2 separate regions of the Mus musculus genome follow, and region 1 is linked to region 2. Evidence: chromatin contacts called from public capture Hi-C data. All regions are on one chromosome and are shown on one strand. Each heading gives the region's core, a stretch centred on a gene start, on an enhancer-like site or on the middle of the called end of the contact. The rest is flanking DNA. Distances are from core to core; before and after follow the strand shown.

The links. Capture Hi-C pulls out chosen DNA fragments and counts their contacts.
Region 1: a capture Hi-C map of macrophages shows a contact between it and region 2, with 4 times the contacts expected there. The contact joins the promoter of Slc13a3 here to the promoter of Mmp9 in region 2. A contact is called at or near these places in 14 of 39 promoter capture datasets (the 3T3-L1 cell line, the HPC-7 cell line, the SN4741 cell line and 7 more), 9 of 484 Hi-C or Micro-C datasets (the G1E-ER4 cell line, cerebellar granule neurons, cerebellum and 3 more), 2 of 115 datasets of contacts at active chromatin or transcription factors (embryonic basal ganglia and embryonic stem cells) and 3 of 9 other capture datasets (embryonic stem cells, macrophages and pancreatic islet).

The regions. Positions count from the first base shown.
Region 1 is chr2:165,471,720-165,475,236 of GRCm38.p6, reverse strand. It overlaps Slc13a3 (solute carrier family 13 (sodium-dependent dicarboxylate transporter), member 3), which reads left to right and starts at 2,040. Exons shown (of 13, transcript NM_054055.2): 1 at 2,040-2,186. The coding sequence starts at 2,076.
Region 2 is chr2:164,946,755-164,950,184 of GRCm38.p6, reverse strand. Mmp9 (matrix metallopeptidase 9) reads right to left here and starts at 1,966. Exons shown (of 13, transcript NM_013599.4): 1 at 1,788-1,966; 2 at 1,121-1,350; 3 at 754-902; 4 at 348-476; 5 at 65-238. The coding sequence starts at 1,928.

The sequences.
Region 1 (3,517 bases), core at 791-3,290, 520 kb before region 2:
CAATGGAGAAGACGCTAGGGTCAAAGGCATGACCTCATGAATGAGGATGGAGCCCTGCAGCAAGGAGATATAGTGAAGACCAAGGTAGGCAAACCAAAGCAGGTTATTAAGGGTTCTCAGACCAGGACACACAGAGGGAAAAGGCAGAAAAATGTGGAAGAATCTAAAATTTACACGCTAATGCCAAGCGATCTAACATAAGTGTTACTGATGGTTAGAGACACAGGAGAAAGCTTGGGACGAAGGAAGCATTTGTTGGGACCATGTCACAGCTGGCAGAAGATGGGGATGCTTAGAAACCCTGAGCCAAACCCAACCAAGGCCATGACACAGAGATCTTCCCAAACAGCCAGGGTTAAGATGGACACTGCCATCAGGAAACCGTGATAAAAACCATGGGAGTTTGTTAGTGGAACTGTGGGAGACGTTAGCACAGTGGTCCCTCCCTTTCTCTCTGCCCCCTTCCCTTTTCCCCTCTCTTTCTTGTGTAGCTTTTATTTTATTATGAGAGAGAGGGAGAGAGAGAGGGAGAGAGAGAGAGAGGGAGAGAGAGAGAGAGAATGCATACTTGTGTGTGGTGGTCAGAGGACAATTTACAGGAATCTTTGTTCTTCTTCTATGGTGGGTCCCAGGGACCAAACTCAGGTCACCAGGCCTGGAGGTGCCTTCACCTGCTGAGCCATCTCACCAGCCCCTCTTCTGTACTTTCTATCTCCATGTGTGTGTATGACGTGTGTGTGTGTGTGTGTGTGTGTGTGTGTGTGTGTACAGGCATGTGAGAGTGTGGGCACGCGTTGTTGGAAGACCTCGTTGGTTGTCACATTCCATCTAGTTTGAGAGGGTATTACATCGCTGTGGCTGGACTGAAGTCAGCCATGTTAACAAGACCTTGGGTTTTCTAAGCCTGAAGTTGAGACTAAGCATGCCCACAGCATGGCCATGATTCCAAATGTTTGCAGAGCAGCAGCAATGTTAAGAATGATAAGCAAAAGGGACACAGGGATCAATGAGGCTCTCATATTTTACAGGACCTGGTAAGATGGCAGTGCCCATAGATTATAAGCTGTGTGTATGCAATGTTCTGAACCAACCCCCCCCTGCCCCCTCCTCCAAACGACAAAAACCAAGAAACTTTCCAACAAGTCCCTTTCTCCACAGAAACCACTCAGGCCCCAGGAGCCAGGACAAGGTCCCATTGACAGTAGCCAGTGGGGAAACATGTCGCAATCCCAAGGAGGGTGGAGGACCCACTCAGGGCGGAAAGCAGAGTCAGGCCTTGTGCCTTCTGCTTTGCATGGCCAAGGCCGTGTGTTCCTTCCAGGCATCTCTGGGAAACAGAAGAGTCCGGCTGATCCATCACTGCTCAGCAGTCCACGGAGGATGTGGAGAAGCTGGGCCCCCATGAGCTGCTAGCGGGAATGTGAATAGTGCAGAGTAAGACCAAAGAGTCCCTATTTTCTTAAAATAGTGGAGGTTGGATCTTAAGCTGACTTAGCAGCTGCCCGTATGAAACCAGGGGCGTTGGCACACGTCCATAATGCCAACCCTCAGAAAGTAGTGGCAGGAGGATGGGAGTTCAAGGTTGTCCTCAGCAGCATAGGGAGATGCAGGCCAGCTTGGGCTAAATAAGAGCCTGTCCCAACACACACAATATCAAGCAGGTTGTGGCATCTGTCACTGAGAAGGGAAAGCTCCTACCCACAGGTGACCCGGCCCTTTGCACGAAGCACTATCTCACTTAAACCCCCCCACCAACCTCCAAGTCTGGAAGAGGCTGCAACCACGGTCACTAGAGGTCTCAGTAGCTTGGTCTGTCCCTACAGGGTTGGACAGTGGGATGACGGTGCTGAGGCCTTTAGTCCCACCTGGGCTTTGCCCCATTTCCCACGTGAGTCCAGAGTGGGGCGCGGGGGCGGGTGGGGTGCTCTGGGGCCCCTTCCCTGCTCCTTGTCCAGACCAAGGAGGCGCGGCCCGGGGCGGTTCCGCATGGCTCCTCCCCGTCCCTTGGGGCTTTAGGTCCCTGCCGGCGGCCGCTGAGGGGCAGTCGGGCCGCCTGGTCTCCAGCGATCGCGCGGATGGCGGCGCTGGCGGCGCTGGCCAAGAAGGTGTGGAGCGCGCGGCGCCTCCTGGTGCTGCTGCTGGTGCCGCTGGCTCTGCTGCCCATTCTCTTCGCCCTGCCGCCCAAGGTACGGTGGTCCCGGGTCGAGACCCTCCCGCCTTGAGCCTGCCTACCCCTAGGAGCACCCGCTCCCCTTCTCCCTTCCTTGCCTCTCCCTGGTCTGCCTCTCTCGGTCCTCCCACTCTTCTAAAGTTTGAGCTCTGACGGCTTGCTTGGTGCTACTGGGGTATATAGCCCTTCACAGTCTTTCCGAAGAACAACTGTGTGACCTGTCGCCAGTCACTTAACCTCTCTGAACTTTGGTTTGCGTACCCCCTACCCAGAAAGAGGGAATATGATAACGCATCATAGGCTCACGGTGAAGATAAAGGAATCAGTCTATGTCGGTGTCTTAAATGGGTGCTAACTGCTTTTGCTCTGTAGCAGTTGCTCAATGACTGGAGAACTACACCTTCCTGAGTGCTTCCTAGGAGAGGTGTCACCTGTCCTGTGTCACCCCTGAAAAAATTCCCTTCAGAACACCTCCCCTCCCCACTCAAGCTGGGTCAACTAAGGCTTAGAGACAGCAGGGGACACTCTCATGGGTGACTCCCAATGGGAAATCCCTGAGTGCCCACATCTGAGAGCCCAGGGCCTTTGCTGTTCCCAGAGTCCAGTTCTCTTAGAGAGAAGGCTGGAGTGAGTTCCTAGGGACCAGCACCTGTGTCCAGCCCATCAGGACTTCCTGAAGGGCACGAGGCCCATCACATTAAGTGGCTTCTTCCAGAAGGTACTTGGCCACATCACAACAGTGCTGAGTGAGCTAGCCGATGGTCACAAAATAAAGGAGAGGTGATGGTGTCCTTTAATATGTGACAGGCAGCAGAGCCCCAGGGAGCAGCCTGCTGCAGAAGGGCTCCTGCGTGCCTGACAAGGAACGGTGACCCCAGGCTGGCCGTGCACAGCAAGTCCTTTAGTTCTCAGCTATCTAGCCCGTCAGACTCTGTTGACATTGAAGAGAGCAAATAAATGACCTCAGAAGGAGTAGGTCACTCTTGCCAAGGCCAATGGGGCCCTGGACGAGCGAGCAACTGGCCTGGGGGCTCCCCGGCTCCCTTCCTTGTCCAGGTTTCACTTTCCTTGGCTTTAAAATGAGATGACCGTCTCTTTACTTTTGGGAATCAGTGTTGCGGTCGGTTGAGGCTAGAGTGATCGGCTCAGGAAAAGGTGGAAGGTCAAGCCAGGACATCAGTCTTGTGGCCAACAGATGTCTGGATAGGGACGGTGGATGCATAGGAACCTTATGCCTGCAGGGACCATGGTTGCTGTGTGCTCTACCCCAGAGGCAAAAATCACAAAAGCAGACCCACCAGCATGGGTTTCGGGTGAGGTCGTGCCAAGACAGGGACAGTCCCACCT
Region 2 (3,430 bases), core at 717-3,216:
TGGGAAAGAAGATTCTGGAACCTTCAAGGCGGCGCCCCGCTCCCCACCCCCAGCGCATACTCACTCTCACTAGGGCAGAAACCAAATTTGCCGTCCTTATCGTAGTCAGCTGTTGTGCTACACCAAGGCGTGCCGTCGTTGCGGCCGTCTGTGGTGCAGGCCGAATAGGAGCGTCCCTCGAAGGTGAAGGGAAAGTGACATGGGGCACCATTTGAGTTTCCATAGTAAGTGGGGATCACTGTAGAAAGGAGGCTAGAGTCAGGGCGTCTGGCCACACACCAGTGTAAGAGAAGGGAGTTGGGACAGGGGTGGGGATGGGGCGGATACTGGAAGGCTCAGGATCTCACCGACGCCTTTGCCCAGCGACCACAACTCGTCGTCGTCGAAATGGGCATCTCCCTGAACGCCGGCGCCAGGGGGAAAGGCGTGTGCCAGAAGGCCGTCCTTGCCGTCGAAGGGATACCCGTCTCCGTGCTCTGCAAGAGGCCATCGGAGAGGAAGGGACTCAATCAGCAACACTTTGCTCTCTTTAAGGGCAAGAGACTGAAAGCGACTGTGTCTCCCGCTGAGCAGCGCACCAGACTTTGAGAAGAGGTGACTGCGACTCCAAAGCCGCTGGGGGTTGGGGGAGGTCATTTGTGGAAGCAGCGACTAGGGATTGTGGGGCAGGCATAAGAGCGGACAGATCTGCTGTCCCTTCTACTCTGTCCGTGGTCGTCCCTCCCATAGCCTGCCCAGCCCGGGAATTCTCACCCGCGACACCAAACTGGATGACAATGTCCGCTTCGGGTCCGTACACGCGGGTGAAGGTGAGGGGTGCCACCTCGCCCCACACCGCGAAGGCGCGCGCGAAGGCGTCATCGATCATGTCTCGCGGCAAGTCTTCAGAGTAGTTTTGGATCCTGGAGGTGAAAAGCCAGCGTCGATGGGGGATCGGGCATGCACGGATTACAAATGGGGGTGGGCGGGGCAGCAGCTACACCACGATCGCTTCAAAACACACAGGGCTGCAGCCTCTCTCGGAACTTGTATTGCTAAGGATCCCTTGTGTTCAGCTAACCGGAGGTGCAAACTGGCCTCCAGTCCCACCCAGGCACCTGCTTCTAGCCCGACATCTCACCAGTATGTGATGTTATGATGGTCCCACTTGAGGCCTTTGAAGGTTTGGAATCGACCCACGTCTGGGACACCACAGCGTGGTGTTCGAATGGCCTTTAGTGTCTGGCTGTCCAGCTCACCAGTCTGGGGCAGGGAGAGCTGCTTCTGAAGCATCAGCAAAGCCGGCCGTAGAGACTGCTTCTCTCCCATCATCTGGGCGGCCCGGGTGTAACCATAGCGGTACAAGTATGCCTGTGGATGGAGGAAGGGGCAGAGACATCACAGAGTTCTGGCACCTTGGCTCTGGACCTCTGGGCCACATGCTTAGGGACTCTACGGCCAGGACACCAGTTCTTCCTACACAGCTAGAATTCCCCTATCCTGAGGACAGCATCACACCTCGACCTCAGATGATATAAACCATGCCTACCCCTCAGCCCCACTAGAGTTTAACTGTTCACTGCCAACCTGCGCCATGTCACAACCCTTCGAAGCCGAACCCAATCTGTCCCTCCAACAGACCCGAATCTGCCCAGAGCCTCCAGACCACCTACCCCCTACTGCCTAACCCTGGCAGACATGCCCATCACCCCCAAATCCAGAAAGCATATCTGAGGCCCCATTCCTTGGGAGAGGGGGACATCTTCCTGACCAGCCCTTCTCAGCTATCCACCGAGCCATCTGTCTACCTCTGCCAGCTGGGTGTCCGTGAGGTTGGAGGTTTTCAGGTCTTTGGGGAAGACCACAAAAGTCGGCTGGCGCTGGTAAGGGGCAGCAGAGCTGCAGCCGAAAGCCAGGAGAGCCAGGAGCAGGGGCTGCCAGGGACTCATGGTGAGGACCGCAGCTTCTGGCTAACGCTGCCTTTGCAGAGATTTTAAAGAGGCAGTAAAACGGAATCAGTGACCCCGCCCCTCCCCTCCAGGCTTATGCTGACTCAGCGTGTGTGTGTGTGTGTGTGTGTGTGTGTGTGTGTGTGTGTGTGTGTGTGTGTTTACACTACCCCCTCCCTTATGCCCTGCCCACAGTCCCCCATTGCCAAGTCAGGCAGGACCCCCAGACCCACAGGAAACCACAGAACTCAGGGTTTAGTTTCTGCAAACTGCAGACTTTGTGGGAAAGGGAAGGAGGGTGTGCAGGATGGGGCATTCACCTAGCCCTAGGTCTGACGGCCCTGACTGATCAGCCCAGTAAAAGACTGGGAGACCTGAGGCCCGAGACCCCTCTTCCTTGGGCTTCTGAGACACCCCCTCCCTGGCCAGAGTGCAGCCTGGAGCCCATCCCCACACTGTAGGTTCTATCCTCTCATCCCCGCCCCCTGATAGAGTCTTTGACTCAGCTTCCTCTCCTGGCCTCTGGGAGCAGGCTCTTTGAGGCAGGATTTGGGGAATTCCATGGGGCAAACCCCTAGCTCCAGCAGGCTGACTCCTTGGGGAAGGAAAGATGAGCCTGGGGGGCGGGGGGACACACACATGTGGGAGCAAGCAGAAGCTTCATCCTTCTCAGGCTAGCACTATCCTTCCTCTTCTGTTTAAAGAACAAAAACAGACCCTTTGTCGCTCAAGCCTTTGTCCCTATATTGATCTGAGGATAAAATGAGACTCTCGAAACACAGAAAAACCACTTTCAGCAGTGTTCACGAGACCTCAGTTGATGGTGTCAGGTTTGTGATTGGAAATTAGGAGACTGGGGTCTTGGCTCTAAGCCTTGGGGTGACCTGGATGGGGCAAACACCTTCCTCTCCCGAGCTGTGAGATCGTCATGGACCCTTCCCCTCCTCCAGCCCTGCCCTGCTCCACTCAGGAAAGCTTTGGCACAGTCTTGCCAACAGCCGGCAGCCCCCGGCCTTCCATCCTCCTCGCCTGCCACCATGGTGGAGCAGGGCCTTGATCTGTCTTCAGCAAGCTGTTCTGACTAAGCCTCCTGTGTGCCCAGACCTTCATGTGCTTCCCAACGAACAGACCTGTGAGCCGGAGAGAGAGAGCTGGGTGTTCTCCCAAGCTTCTCTTAGATGCTTCTCACTGGTGAGCTCCAGCACTGAATTGCAGTTCTGGGTCTACCATTTCCCAACCTCGTCATTTCCCAACCACCTTGGGCAAGGCATTTCACCTCCAGGCCGCAGTGATCATTCACTTTTTTGATTTATTGTGTTGGACGTTGTGATACGCTCTCTACAAAACTCTCCTATATATTGCTATCCCATATGTGTGAGACTGTGTGTGTGTCCATATGTGAGTCTGTGTCTGTGTATGAGTGTGTGTGTGTGTGTATGCCCAAGCCTCTAGGGTCTCACACATGCTAGGCAAGTACTCTACAACTGAGCTGTTCCTAGTCC